2 separate regions of the Anas platyrhynchos genome follow, and region 1 is linked to region 2. Evidence: chromatin contacts called from public Hi-C data. All regions are on one chromosome and are shown on one strand. The core of a region is the stretch at or near the end of the contact, and the rest is flanking DNA. Distances in the headings are between cores, read along the strand shown. Region 1 overlaps LDLRAD3 (low density lipoprotein receptor class A domain containing 3). Region 2 holds the start of FJX1 (four-jointed box kinase 1).

Region 1 (6,950 bases), core at 1,821-4,320, 54 kb after region 2:
AGCGGCGCGGCATGGGGCTGTCTTTCACGAGGCGATGAAATGTCTGCTTGTCAGCTCGCGGGTCACTTCTGTCGGGCAGCGGGAGTGCATCCCAGCCAGCCTGACATCCCCAGCGCAGGGAAATGTGAGGTGGGCAGCTCTGCAGGGGCAGCAGCGTCTTTGTGGGCATGCCAGGACCTTCGTGGTCCTGCTTGTCTCCTTGGATCTCCTTGAAATGCCTCTGGTACAGAGTCGTGGCCAGCTCGGTCTTTCCTCCTCACGTTTGGATTTTTTTACGCACACCTGTGATACAAACTAAAAACAGGAAGCTGGCTTGGTTTAAGAAAGGTGTCTTTACACAAACATTTGGTGAGTGGTGCAGAAGGTGTTTGCCATCCCTAAATGTGGCAGCTGCCCTTGTCCTACTGATGCAGAACAGCTCAAGTGTTCCCCCACATATTGCAGTGGGGGAGTGATGGCTTTCAGAGGCTTCAGAATCCTGGTTCTTGTAAGAAGCTGAGACAGAATAGAAACAGCACAGGTGGTATTGGTGTTCCTAGGTCCTGTTTTTTAGGAATCATTCATCATAACACTGGATGACCCAGCAGTGCTACAAAGGTACTGAAACTATGGAAGTCAGACTGAACAGGTGAATAAAAGCAAGCAAGCACCTACCTCCCTGCCAGAGCCCCTGCGTGTGCAGCTTGCCCTGATAAAGCAGCACGTGTGTGAGTTCTCAACACTGACTCCACTGGGAGGAGACCAGAGTCTCATTAAAGAATTGCAAAGGCTTCATGAGGCTTAAATGTCTCCTGTAAATCCATTAGTGTCCATATATAATTTACTCTTCACGTTGCTCTTTCAGAGCTGTCAAATATCTTTGGCGGTATTGCACTTTCTTTAAAAACCAAAACGTGACCCGATAGAACTACTTACACTTAGAACAGTGAAACTGCTCGTTCATGAATTTATAAAATGTTTTTAATTATAAATCAGTGAGTAATTACTTTGTCTTGGCAGTCCAAGAGAAAACCATTCAATTGACCTCATCTGCTTGGCAAAGCAGCATCCGAAGGAGAAGCGGTATCCTCAGCTGAGACAGCACCGCTGAGCACCGCTGACAGGAGCAAGCAGTCAGTCTAACACAAACAGCACAGGGGATAACCAGAGCCTAAAGCAATGGGGCGTTGTAGATCCCAGCAAATCTTGGGGCAAGGAACAACATGTTGGTGGCCTAAGACGATGGCAACTTAAAATGAGCAATGCGAGTTACCTCTGTATCTCCTGTCTGCTGCTGGGAGAGAGCCTGCTGGCGGTGACTTCTTCCCGTGATTCATCTGAAAGGAGTTTGTGGCATCCCTAAGGCCACCAGTGAGATGTGGATCTAGCTTGTAAGAAGAAACTTGTTCTAGCAGACACGGTGTGAGGGAGAGGGCAGAGGCTGTATCACAGGGAAAATTCCTCCGGGCCCAGTCAGAGGTATGTTATCTGGGGAGTGCAAGCATCACTGCTGAATCTGTGAATTTAATCCTTGGGGATTTTGCCCTTCTTCCTCCCCTCCTTTCTCATTGTCCAGTCGTGATTCATTTCAGGGTATCCGCATGCACATCGCAGTCTCATCCCAAGAACTTGCTGTCAGGCTGTGAAGAGCCTCTAACATCGTCTGTCTTTGTGAGGAGACGGCCAGATCGCGTGCACACACAAACGAGCACTGCCACACGCCACGCTTGTGCTGCGGCAGCCCATAATAAGGCAGGCCTTAGTCATCCATCTGCCTTTCATAGGAGATCTTGCATATCTATTCTCCTATTTTCCAAAAGGAACTGCAGGCAATTAAAATCATCCTGAGGTCTCCCTGGCTTCCTGCTTCTAATCTACATTCTCAAGAGTGAATGGAAAGTGAGAAAAAATTGTGGTTGGCCCCATACTTTTCAGAGATCTGGAGACGAAGAGCAGGGGAGAAAAAGAAATGAGGTGTATTTATAAAGTGAAAATTCAGAATATATTCATCTGACATTTCAAGGTCTTACTTGGGCAGACAGTGATGTAAAGAACAGGTATGTGCCTGCTGTCCCTTATTTCTCTTTCCAGCCCCTTAATAAGAGGCTACAATGCTGCAATTGCTATTCCAAGTGGCTTTAATATATTTTTTACCTATTTTATCTTATTCTTTTGCTGAAGATTTTTAATGGAGTTGTTTTTATGTCGAGCCATATATTTTTATAGTACTTTTCCGGATTAAAAGAGGAAAAATGCGATGAAATAGGCTGCTAGCTTAGGCTAACGAAGGTGGGTTTGGTCGGCACTCACCATCCCTGTGGCTGGGGCCGAGCAGGCTCTTACCTCTGGAGGCAAGTGCATGTTCTCTGAGCCTGGTGCTGTGGATTGGAAATGTCCCTTCTGATTATTCCCCTTCCAAGGGCCTGCCTCAGGCCGTTTGCTGGAGGCTGAGTCCCCGCGTGGGAGGCTGCTGTGTGCGGGGCCTCCATAAAGCCGGGCCCTGACCTCCCTGAGGGCCTTGGGCACAACTGTTGGACCAGCAGTCCCGTTAAGAATGCTTGCAGCAGGCCTATGGATGAAAAAATAGCCTTTATGTACTTTATTCAGTGACCATTTGTTTCCAGGGAGCATGCCCGTGTGTACATCATTCCCAGCCACACAGAGATGTGTAACTGAGGCGCAAAACCAGGGCCGCACGACATCTGCTGAGTGAGGAGAAACTGCTGCTCCTGTGCGTTGGTTTCCTTCCGATGCTGAGCGGACACTGAGTTAGGAAGGAATCCAAAGGAAACGGAGCTGGTTTCTGTGGTAAATTGTGCCTCATATGTGACCAGGAAAGGTGTCACGATCTGAATTTTCCTAAGCAAGTGTGAAACCTCTGGCAAAGGAAGAGGCTGATAGAAACACCACTTCTGGGAGCTGCAGAGAGTGATTTTATCATCGCCTTGTCCCTGAAGATACCTTTCCCAGTGACAGCCTGATGAGAGGCACATGTGCTGTCCCTCCAGCCACTTTCCCACTTGTGAGCGAGGTGCGGGATGGCTCCGAGTCCCTGACCTGTGAGCGCAGGGCTGGAGCTGCCGCCTCTGCCTCAGACAGCTGTGTGGCTGCTGCCTCCAACAGGACCGAGCTGAAAACAGCCCTGGTTAGCTCACACAAAGGGAAACCTCACGCTTCTTTCTTTCCTACAGGCTGTCGGGGCTGCCTGCTTTCTCTGCGAGATACATAATGCATTCTCCTCTATGAATATTTCACCTCTTCTTTTTGCTGTTTTCTGGCGGGGAGTCGTACTGTGCCAGCCATCGCGGTGCAAACCAGAGCTAGGAAATTAACTGCGTTCAGCAGCCGTACGCGGACATAAAGCTGAGCCAGCACACGGGGCAGGTTTCTGTTAACCCTCATGTCTCCAGTCAAAGGATTTCTTCTGAACGGGTGGGAGAGAGGCAGAGGGGTGATCTCTTTGCCACACAGAAAGCGAAAATTGGAGCTATTGGAAAAATTTACTGAAACTCCTTCCTTGAAGCTACGCACACATCCATCTGAGAAAGGGCAGCGTGTCTGACAGAAGCGAAAAGATTAGTCCCGGATGAGATTTAGCACAAAGCAGTTGGGTAGATTTATTAGGTGTACTCTCAAACGTGAAACTCGTGTGTGAGCTGTGGAAGTGTGTGGCTGGCCGGCCCTGCGGCTCTCAGTACTGTCTGTTGCTTCTGCTTCAGGGCAGGCTGTCAATTAGAAGTACACATAAACTGGCTGAAGTAAGGCTTGCAGCTAAAGAGATGGGGTGAATTTCTACCCCAGCTGCCTTGAAGATGTTGCCCCCCAAGAGGCTCTTCCCAGTGTGGCTGCTCAGCACCACGGCTCAGGACGGGGCCTCCAGCTTCCCATTACCAGCACCCGACCCCTGTGTACCTGGGCACGGGCACAACCATTGAAGGACATGGCCAGCAATAAAAACTTCTGTTAAAGGAGTAGGAAAGGCAACTGAGATGGTAGCATTGTTATGAAATGGGGATTCCACATCTCTACAGATGGTAATTAAAATGCAGTAGGTTCCTGGAAGCGGCTCTGTTTTCTAAACATGAATTGCTTTGTACTGAGTGCACTTTCTACAGCAGCAGAGACTATAACTGCTGAATGGAAAAGTAATTAGCACCATTTCTATGCATGCATTTAATGGCTACACAGTAGTATTGAGTACAATAGGCACGTTTCTGCAGCAGTAGCACGCTGCAGAGATCCCAGTGTGTACGTACACATTCAGCCCAAGCTTCGTGTGGCACAGCCCCGTGTGCTCACGCGCAGTGGACGGGGACATCCCTTGGGTTTGAGCTGAGCTCCGTGGTTTGCTGAGAAAGGTGAGCTGGTCAGCAGCATCTCAGCTGTGCTAACGTGATTGCAAATCATCCAGGGAAAGACCCAGTAGAGGCAGAGCTGCCTGCCTTCCACCAGTGCTTGGGGTGATGCTCTCCAGCTCTCTGTAGCCACCGCAGCAGTCAGAGGACCAAAAGTCCCAGAGCACCAGACCCGGCTGTCGCTGACAGGACTTTCTGCAGCAGGCTGGGGGTTGGTGCCTGTGTTGTGGCTTAATGCGGGGGCATCAGCCTCCAGGCTGTGTCAGCAGCGTGTTTCAATGACTCTAAAGTCAGGCATCAAACCAAGCAAATGAAGCTGTCATTGCGGGCTAGAAATTGATTTCAAGGGTACAAAATGCACCTAGACTCAGAGCACGAACTACACGGGCTGGTGGTCTCTGCAAGTGCTAATTGGGACTCTCCTTGCTGGGGCTTTGCTTGCTCCTGCTAGTTTCCATTTTCTTTTCCCTGCGTGCCCTAATGAGGAGTGTGGATGTGCCTGTGGCCCTACAGCTCAGCTCCACGTCCACCTGCTGCAGACACGAGTCCACTTGTGTCTGTCTGCTCATTTGTGGAAGCAGATTTCCCCGTCTAACCTCCTTGGTGCTTGAGAAAGAGCAAACCGAGCTCTCATTGTACCTGCCTCTTGGAGAAATCACTGGACAGCCACGGCTGTGTCTTTGAAAGCGAAAGGGCTGCCCAGGTTAGGAAATTCTCAAACATTAGCTCAGCATGGCTGAGCCGGGGCGCGGGATGGTGTGTGAACCCATTCATCATCGCGGGGCAGCTGCCAGCTCGCAGACTTTAATTGGGGCCTTCTAACATTTACGCTGTTTGGAGGTTTTTTCAGTGCTGCTGATAAAGGATTTTGCTCATCTCTCATGAGGCCGTGGAGAGACAGCGGAGGTGTGAGCTTAATTCAAGGTTGCTGAATGACTTGCAGCTACTGGGGGAAATTACGTTACTCTGTATTGTTTTCCTCCCGAAATTGCTGTCTTGGCTGCATCTCTGGCATTTTTGCATATCTGTCTCCTCAAATTTCCTGCTCCTCAGACCACACCACCCTCACGGCTTCTAGTCATGGCATTTTTATTGCAGGTCCCATGGAAGTGAGAGGTCTCAGCAGCACAGCTTTCCCACCTACCTCTCTTGAGAGGCAGAGGGGGGTGGAAAGCATAGTATTGCCAATGTAATGGGTTGAAAAATTGCTCGTCTGAACTTAGATTAGAGCTCCAGTGATCGCCTTTAAAAGCTCATTATACTTGAAAGAGCTCCTTTTGCTCACTGTGATGTGTCTGTCTGGGGGCACGCTTCAGTGCTCGCTGGGCCAAACCAAGCACAGAGGTGGGAGCTTCCCCACCCACGTGCAAAACGCCCCCTTCACCTCTTCCCAGCCCGTGGGGCAGCTCCGAGGCCTTCACCTGCCGCCAGTGGCCTGCTTAGGCTGGGTCTCCCCGTGGGCTGGGTCTTTGTCCCCTCTGGGGAGGGCTTGTGCCCAGCTCCAGCCAGCTGTGTAACTGCAGTGCGAGAAATATTCTGGCAGCCGCCTCCCCCCTTTGCACTCGCTGTGCTGCAAACTCACACTGGTGAGCACAGGTGAGACAGGGGGGCTGACTCAGGTCTCTGAGCATACCTGCTCTGCTTTCTGTGCCATTAATCCTATCTTTATAACCGAGTTAACGCGAGGGTAATCTGCCCCCCTTACCACAGCTTGATGTTGCGTTGCTTTTGCATCTGGTTGCTCTATTGGTTCAGTTTGCAGCCCTTTGTCTGCACCGGGTATCCTTTGTAGGTCAGCTGCCATGCAGGGAGCCTACATTTGTGCAGTGCTTAATTGGTCTCTCAGCTCTTTCCCGTTCTCTACTTTGTTTTGCTTACAGAGCTCAGCCTTTCCCTCCCATTTCTCCTTCCCAGGAGAGGAGGCAAGATGATGATGACGACATCCTCAGCTGATGGATGAGATGGATGCTGAGGCAGCGATTTGGGCTGCAAAGGAGACCTTGCAGGTATCTTGCACTTCACTCACCAGCCTCTCTCAGTGAAATGAAGAATCAAATGTTTCCTGTCATTTGACCCTTTTCCCTAGGACCCGTGTTGAAGCGATGGCTGGGAAGCCCCCCTCTTCCTGCCCTCGCCAGGTCTGTAAATCAGCCTGGGTTTGGTTTTTTGCTGCGTCCCTCACCACACAGTATGCAAAGCAGCACAACTGGGCTGTGTTGACTTCTCAGAGTTTCAGAGAAAAGAAAGTAAACATGAGGGTGCTTAGCGGGGGATTTTGTAAGGGGTTATGTTAGCTAGATTTCCAAATCCTCCAGAGTTGGAAAGGGTTTTTGGAAGGGCCTTAATTCCTTCTAAAAATCCCATCCTTACCTAATACGTGCTAGTTAGCAAACAATCCTATAGACCTGATAATACTTGATGTGATGAACGGTCTGGGGCTTATTACTGGAGCCTAGGGCTAATCTCTTCACCATGTTCATGCACCTTAGCTCCTCTTACATTCTGGGGTACTCTTCTTGCCATAACAATGCTAACAGATTTTTTAACGATAATGAAGTTGATTCACATCCTGGGAAAAGCGCAGCTCATTCCTAGTTGATTAGTCAGATATTTTTA
Region 2 (6,660 bases), core at 3,814-6,313:
GGCCAAGCCAAATTCAATGTTCTGGTTTTCACCGACAGAAACATCTCAGACATTTAATAGCAAAGCTCTCCTCCTGCCACGGCTGCCTGAAGGGAAGTGCTGCAAGCAGCCAGCTCTCCTGGAGCAGGGATTGATTTCATCTGCTGTTGTTTTATTTTAAAGTCGCAGACCCCGGGTGATGTCATGCTTTTGCCAATTACACCCCTGTCAGCACGGCCGGCCCCGTCCAAGAAGAGGGGGTGTCAGGGGCTCTGAGCTCCAGGAAATGTCCCAGCTGGCTCCCGGCTCCCCGTGGCTCCCGGCTCCCCGTGTGTGCACGGGAGGCAGTCGCTGTCCCGTGTCAGAGCTGACATCCCGACCTGCAGAGCTCCCAGCATGGGGTCCGGCTTTGATTGTGAGATTTGGACTTCCCTACACACCACACACACGACCCCGCAGCCCTTGTTCTGCCCCAATGTAAAGAAACCTCACCTCCTTGTTCCTGGGGCACAATGTGCATGAAACGTTTCATTTGTCTTTGCACCCTTGACCTGATTTCATCTGGGGAGGGAAGGAGGCTGACATGGGCCAGTCGTGAGGGAGCTGAGCTCTTTGCTTCTATGCTGGCACTGTGACCATCGAGCTCTACTAAAAGCAATAGATCTTGGAACAGCTTGGATTTAACTGGTGATTCCTGGCTATACATTAATGACATTTTAACCACTTCCATCCACTCCACAGCATTTGACTGGGAGTAGAAACTCTTAGACTCGACCTTGACATTTGAACATAATAAAGCCGCTAGGGTGGGTGTTGCACGTTAAATATTATTTTGCTTCCTGAGCAGAATTCACAAGACAGCCCATCTGAGCCTGTCTCCGCACAGCCTAAACATCACCCTCCCACCTAGCGAGTATCGCACCTTCCTCGGCTTTGGCAGCAGGAGAGGGGAAGCTCCCAAAGACCTCATGGGGTCTCCTGAGGACCTGGAGAGCTGCGGCTCCTGGAGAGAGGATGGTGCTACAGGGGGCTTGGTCTGCTGGCTGCTCTCTGCTCAGCCCTAGGACAGCCTGAGTCCAGGAAGGGTCTGCTCACACCCACTGCAAAGCTTGAAAAAATGAGCACGTGTTATTTTCTCCATGATGCTTTTGCTCATTGGTGCTGTCTCCTGTTATCTCCTTGCTCTGTTTTTTTGTGTTTTGTGACTCAGTGGAAAGTCAGCTCCCGCGATGGCTAACAAAGAGCAGGAGGAAGAGAGAGCTGACTTCAGTAACTCATGACCGTGTTTGTTTTTCTCTTCTTTGGGGGATTTGTTTCATGACTCTCGCTAAAGTGTTTACAGAAAGTTTGACAGCTAGGCAGAAAGTCATTTGCAAGGAAACTGGGATAAATCAAAACAAAAGCGTTGGTCGGTTTCCCAGAGGAAGAAGAGCTCTCTGTAAGGTCCGTGCTGCCCTTCCTCTCCACCCACAGGTTGGGGGAGCTCAGATGCAACAGGAGGGAGCAGAGCGGAGATGAGGGCTGAATGAACCAAGGCTGGATGGAGGATGGAGGAACTGGGGAAGCTCATGTATTCCCCAAACCCTTCTGCTTTTTTCCTTTCTTTAATTTGGTGTCAGTGAGAAGGCAACACAAATCAGGAGTTAACTGCGATGTCAGGGAATAGTGACAACAGAAATAACACAGCTCTGCTGTGCTGACTTCCTCAAGAGCCCCCCAGCTGCTCCCAGCTGTCCAGAAGAACCCGGAGGCTGCTTTAGATGTCACCAGATAAGTTACGGTTACAGCACCCCGTTCTGCAAGGGCAAAAACCGCAGCACGGGCACGCTGCGTGGCTCCCCTCGTGTGGCAGGGAAACGCAGCAGGGCCAGCCGTAGAAACCAGCCCTGGCACCACCTGTCTGGCAAACTGCTGGGTGCAAGAAAACCTGAGTAAGAGACTTGCTCCCGTGCTTTTCTGTTTCATTGCTCCTGACGAAAGCCACACGTTGTGCCGCACGTGGTAGGTGCTTTGTCCACTGCTCATGCCTCAGCCTGTGCCGGCCTGAGGCTCCTGGAGGAGCTGAGACACATTTGGATGTAAAAAAGTGTTATTGTATTTTTAATAAAGCCTATTGAATAAAAAATGGCGCTTAGATATTGGGTAGAGTTGGCTCCTGCCTGCAGTCCTTAACCTCTGAAGGGTACTTGCCCACTGCCATTTAAATCCCACGCAGCAGCTCTCTTCCGTCCTTCTCTTTATTCAGTCCTTAAGAGAATGCTAGTTAAATACCAGATAAGTAAATACGTAATCAATGAGACATTTATTGAATGTTAATGCCGTGTTTAATAAGGCTTAGAAATTTAAATGGGTCACATTAAGATGTAGAGTGCACAGCAGGGAAACTTCTCAATGTCACCAGCCCCGGTCACAGAGGAATCATGAGCTGGGGCCTTCGAAACGGGGACAGCTTCGAGGCTCAGGTGTGGGGGGCTTCTTTTTTCTGCCTCTCACCCCCCAGCAGGAGGGCTCCATACAGAGATGTCTCCACTGCAGGACTGACCACACAGAGATCCCTGTGGCTATGAGAGCCAAGCTGATAAATGCAGTGAGTCTCAATCTAGGGTGGCCACGGCAGACCCTGTTTATTTTCTGCAGCAAAGACTGAGAGCACCGGTCAATAACTTAACAGCTGGAATGCGTAGAAAAGTATTACAATAGGAATCGCAGCCGCAAGCAGGGCTGCCAGCGGAGACGTCTGCAAGGTGGAAATCCCATCACCCGAGTCACTCGAAACTGGACAAAAAACGCTGGAGAATGAGGGGCAGGAAGGGCCCCCACAGGGAGGAGAGGAGCGCACCGGCACCAGAGATGGGCCCATACCTGGGGAGACAGGTACCCCACTCCCTGCTGCCCACCTCCCGGCCTCGCATGGGGACAGAGGGTCCCTGCTTGGAGGGGAAAGGCCGGGGGAATTAAAGCGAAGGTCCAGGGAATCCATACATCACTTTCTTCTGTGCCTTCCCCTGTGCTCCTGGCAGCCAGAGGGGCTCCTCCGTCCTTGGAGGGGCTCCTGCTGCCCCTGCAGGCAGCGTGGTGAGAGAGGTTATCAGGGGCCTGGAAAACATCTTGCTATTTAAGCCAGCCCTGTTCCCTGCGCTGCTTGGAGGGAGCCGCACCGCTGGCCTTATGCTGGTGCAGCTGGGGTTGTTACCTCATGGCTAATTAGAGCGCTTTCACCGGCCCTGCAAAAGCTGCGCCTTTTTAGGACATGCTGAAAAGTTTAAGATGTGTCCTGGGTGTAGTTTTGCATTTTTTAACATTTTATGAGCATTTTTTAACTTCCTCTAGCAATAGCAACTCTGCCTTTAGGCTGGCCCCGTTTCTCCAGGCAAGTCTGGTCCATCCCAGCCTTCAGCTGGGCCCATCCCGGGGCTACCCAGTGCCTGCAGGGGGCATCGAGGGGAAGGGGGCACTGTTTGCAGTGAGATGACAGATTCTCTCCTTAAAGGCAGTATCTATCTAACGATGCGTATTTTTAATGGGTCTGCAGGGTGGCTCAGGAGGTCTGTGGTCAGCATGGTTGGCGTTTCTCTTCCAAAAAGACACTGGGTTTCCCCTCTCTCTTCTGTTACACTACATCAGGGCAGGTGCCTGGGCTAGATGTGGCAGCAGCACTGAGCAGTGTTCTCCGCTCATATGTTTTGGCAGCCAGGAGGAGAGGAGATTTGCTATCAGTGCATACGGCATGAAAATTGCTGGCGACGGGACCTGACCCCTCAGGATGCCCCATCAGAAAGCAGGGGCATGCACCCGATGCATTATTTATCCTCTCACACGGCGATTACCTTTCATCTCCCTGAATTGCCTCAGCAATTTCACTTGAAAGCATTCCTTGAGCCTCTTTACTTCCTGGCCTGGAAAAAATGTGCTTTGTGCGATGGATACAGACGCCTGTCCCCAGAAGGGACTGCAGGCTGTGGTCAGCCGCTCACCACGGCACGGTTTGGCTGGGCCGGACCTGCTGAGGGTGTCCCCCACGCCACCAGCAGTGAGGCCATAGCCTGATGTTGAATGCTCACGTGGAAAATCCTCCCGGCTGAGCCATCTGCCTCTGTTGGGGCTGGGCTGGCGCAAGGGGTGCTGCTGGCAGAGTGTTTTGGTCCAATTCTGTCACGAGAGCCTGCTCCTGGGCACCCTGGGGCTGAGGGCATCACCCACCACCTCCCATCTTGGCAGCTCACCTTTAGCAGGGCTGAAAACAAATCCCCTGCCTGGCTGAGCATTGGCAGGCACCTGACAAGTCTTGTGAATGCTTACAAGAGCCGGGCTCAAGAACTCAAGCACTTCCTCATTTATTGCCTTGATATTAAAGGCAGAGTCACAGATATTAAGAACAGGGAGAGGCAGCGTACCGGGGAGATAGGATCTGTGCTGTATGCGGAAATTGCTCGGCTTCGTGTCCTACATGGTGCTTCAGATTGCAAGAAAAGACCTCAGGAGCCCCATCTGCCAGGGAGCTTTTCTGAGAAACCAGAAGCGGAGCCTAAGCCATAGAAGAGCTCCCTGCTGCGGGCTGAGACACATTTGTAAAACACTTCCAGAAACTGCCCCGCACCTGAAGGGCCAGGTCCCTAATGCTCACCTCCCTGCTCTGCGATGCCTTCTCCAGCCCTGCCTCCCAAGGAAATAAGCCAACCCTGCCCTTCAGCCGCTGGGACGCCTCACCACGAGGGCTGCTTGTGTGGAGAGGGATGCTCGTGTAGCGTACAGCGGCACCGAGCACACAGCATCTCTCACACCGTGTGCTTGCCAGCAGGGCTTATTCCAGGAGTCCCACCCTTCCCCGGGAGAACCAGGCTGCTTCCCTGGCCGCCCTTCATCCGTGCTGGAGGCTTTTTCAGCCCCAGCTCTTCCCCCTGGACAGCAGCAGGCCGAGGGCTGAGCCCCTCCTGTTGCTCTCGGTGCTCGGCGGCGGCTGCAGCGGGGCCCCGGGCCCTGCGGGGGGCGCTGGCGCCTCACGGGGGCGGTCGGGGGGGGCCCGGCCCGGCCCCAGCTCCGCGTCGCCGCTTTTAGGGGCGGTGCCGGGGGCGGCGCGGGGCCCCCCGCAGCCGGGGCTGGGCGCACAGGGCGCGGGGCTGCCGCCGGGCCGGGGCTGGAGCCAGGACCGGCACCGGGGCTGGAGCCGGGCTCGCGGCTCCGGGCTCCGCTCCCCGCCGCCATGGGGCAGCGCCGGCCCGGCCCGGCGTGAGGCGGCGGCGGGCGGCATGGAGCGGGGCGGCCGCGCGGCGCTGGGGCTGCTGGCGCTGGGCGCGCTGCTGGGGCTCTGCGCGCTGCCCCCCCCGCAGCCCGGCCCGCAGCGGGGCGAGCCCCGGCGCGGCGGGCAGAAAACTTTCCGGGCGCTGCTGGCCGTGGGCCGGGAGCAGCAGGAGCAGGAGCAGGAGCGGGAGGAGCGGCAGGAGGCGGCCGGGCGGGCGGCGCCGGTGCGGCGGGGCATCTTCTGGAGCCGGGAGCTGGAGGCGCGGGTGCCGCGGGGCTTCGCGGCCGAGGAGGCGGCGGCGTGGCCGGCGGCCGCCCGAGCTGCCCGGGTGTCGTCGCTGGAGCGCGGCGGCTGCGGGCGCAGCTCCAACCGGCTGGCCAGGCTGTCGGACGGGAGCCGGGCCTGCGTGCGCTACGGGGTGAGCCCGGAGCAGATCCAGGGCGAGGCGCTGTCCTACCACCTGGCCGGCGTGCTGGGCATGCAGCAGCGCCTGCCGCCCATGGCGCTGGCGCTGGTGGAGCCCCGCGGGCGGCAGTGGGAGCCGGTGCGGGAGGAGCTGCGCGGCTCGCTGTGGGCCGAGGGCGCGGTGGTCAGCCTGACCCGCTGGGTGGACAACCTGACGGCCGTGGTGGCCCCCGCGCCCTGGGGCAGCGAGGCGGGCGGCGGGCGGCGGCCGCGGGCGCTGTCGGCGGCGGAGCTGGGCGGGCTGCCCGCCGCGCAGCTGGTGGAGCTGGTGCAGTGGAGCGACCTGATCCTCTTCGACTACCTGACGGCCAACTTCGACCGGCTGGCCAGCAACCTCTTCAGCCTGCAGTGGGACCCGCGCGTCATGCGGCGCGCCACCAGCAACCTGCTGCGCGGGCCCGACGGCGGGCTGGTCTTCATGGACAACGAGGCCGGGCTGGTGCACGGCTACCGCCTGCTCGCCGTCTGGGACCCCTACCACGAGCCGCTGCTGCGCTCCGTCTGCGTCTTCCGCGAGGGCACGGCCAAGCGGGTGGCCGAGCTGCACCGCCGCCGCAGCGCTGCCGCCGAGCTGCGCCGCCGGTACCGCGCCCGAGAGCCCCTCTGGGCCCACCTGGGCTTCCTCTCGGAGCGCCAGGCCGAGCTGCTGCAGGCCCGCGTCGACTTCGTGCACCGCCACATCGCCCACTGCCGCGCACAGGCCGCCGCGCTCTGACCCCCCAAGCCGGGTGCCCGAAGCCGGGTGCCCTGGGGACCCCCCCGGGGTGGTTGCTGGATGTGGCCGCCGAGAAGGAAGCGTGTAGAAAGCCCCCGTCCCGGTAGCTGTTAGTCTGTGTCGTGGGCGCTCCTGGTTCGACTGCTCGGATCCCCGGTGTGTGTTCGTGATCGTCGCCATCCTTTGATTTGACCCGTAACGTGACCGTGGGGGACGGAAGAGGCTCTCCCAGGCTCCAGACACATCGCTGTGTGCCAAGACT

The links. A called contact is a pair of places that touch in the nucleus more often than the background predicts.
Region 1: a Hi-C map of subcutaneous adipose tissue shows a contact between it and region 2, with 2.5 times the contacts expected there. The contact joins the enhancer-like site here to the promoter of FJX1 in region 2. A contact is called at or near these places in 5 of 8 Hi-C or Micro-C datasets (F1 follicle, F5 follicle, liver and 2 more).

Annotation. Positions count from the first base shown.
Region 1 is chr5:49,591,576-49,598,525 of IASCAAS_PekinDuck_T2T, forward strand. LDLRAD3 (low density lipoprotein receptor class A domain containing 3) reads left to right here. Exons shown (of 13, transcript XM_072039032.1): 6 at 6,215-6,340. Among named protein-coding and RNA genes, the nearest start is that of LDLRAD3, 44 kb to the left of the region's middle. Within about 2 kb of position 3,071, at least 1 of the 8 cell types and tissues checked has an H3K27ac peak or open chromatin away from gene starts, as enhancers often do. A contact at or near this core is called in subcutaneous adipose tissue, where this site is marked.
Region 2 is chr5:49,535,455-49,542,114 of IASCAAS_PekinDuck_T2T, forward strand. It overlaps FJX1 (four-jointed box kinase 1), which reads left to right and starts at 5,064. Exons shown (of 1, transcript XM_027458710.3): 1 at 5,064-6,660. The coding sequence starts at 5,226. The coding sequence ends at 6,398.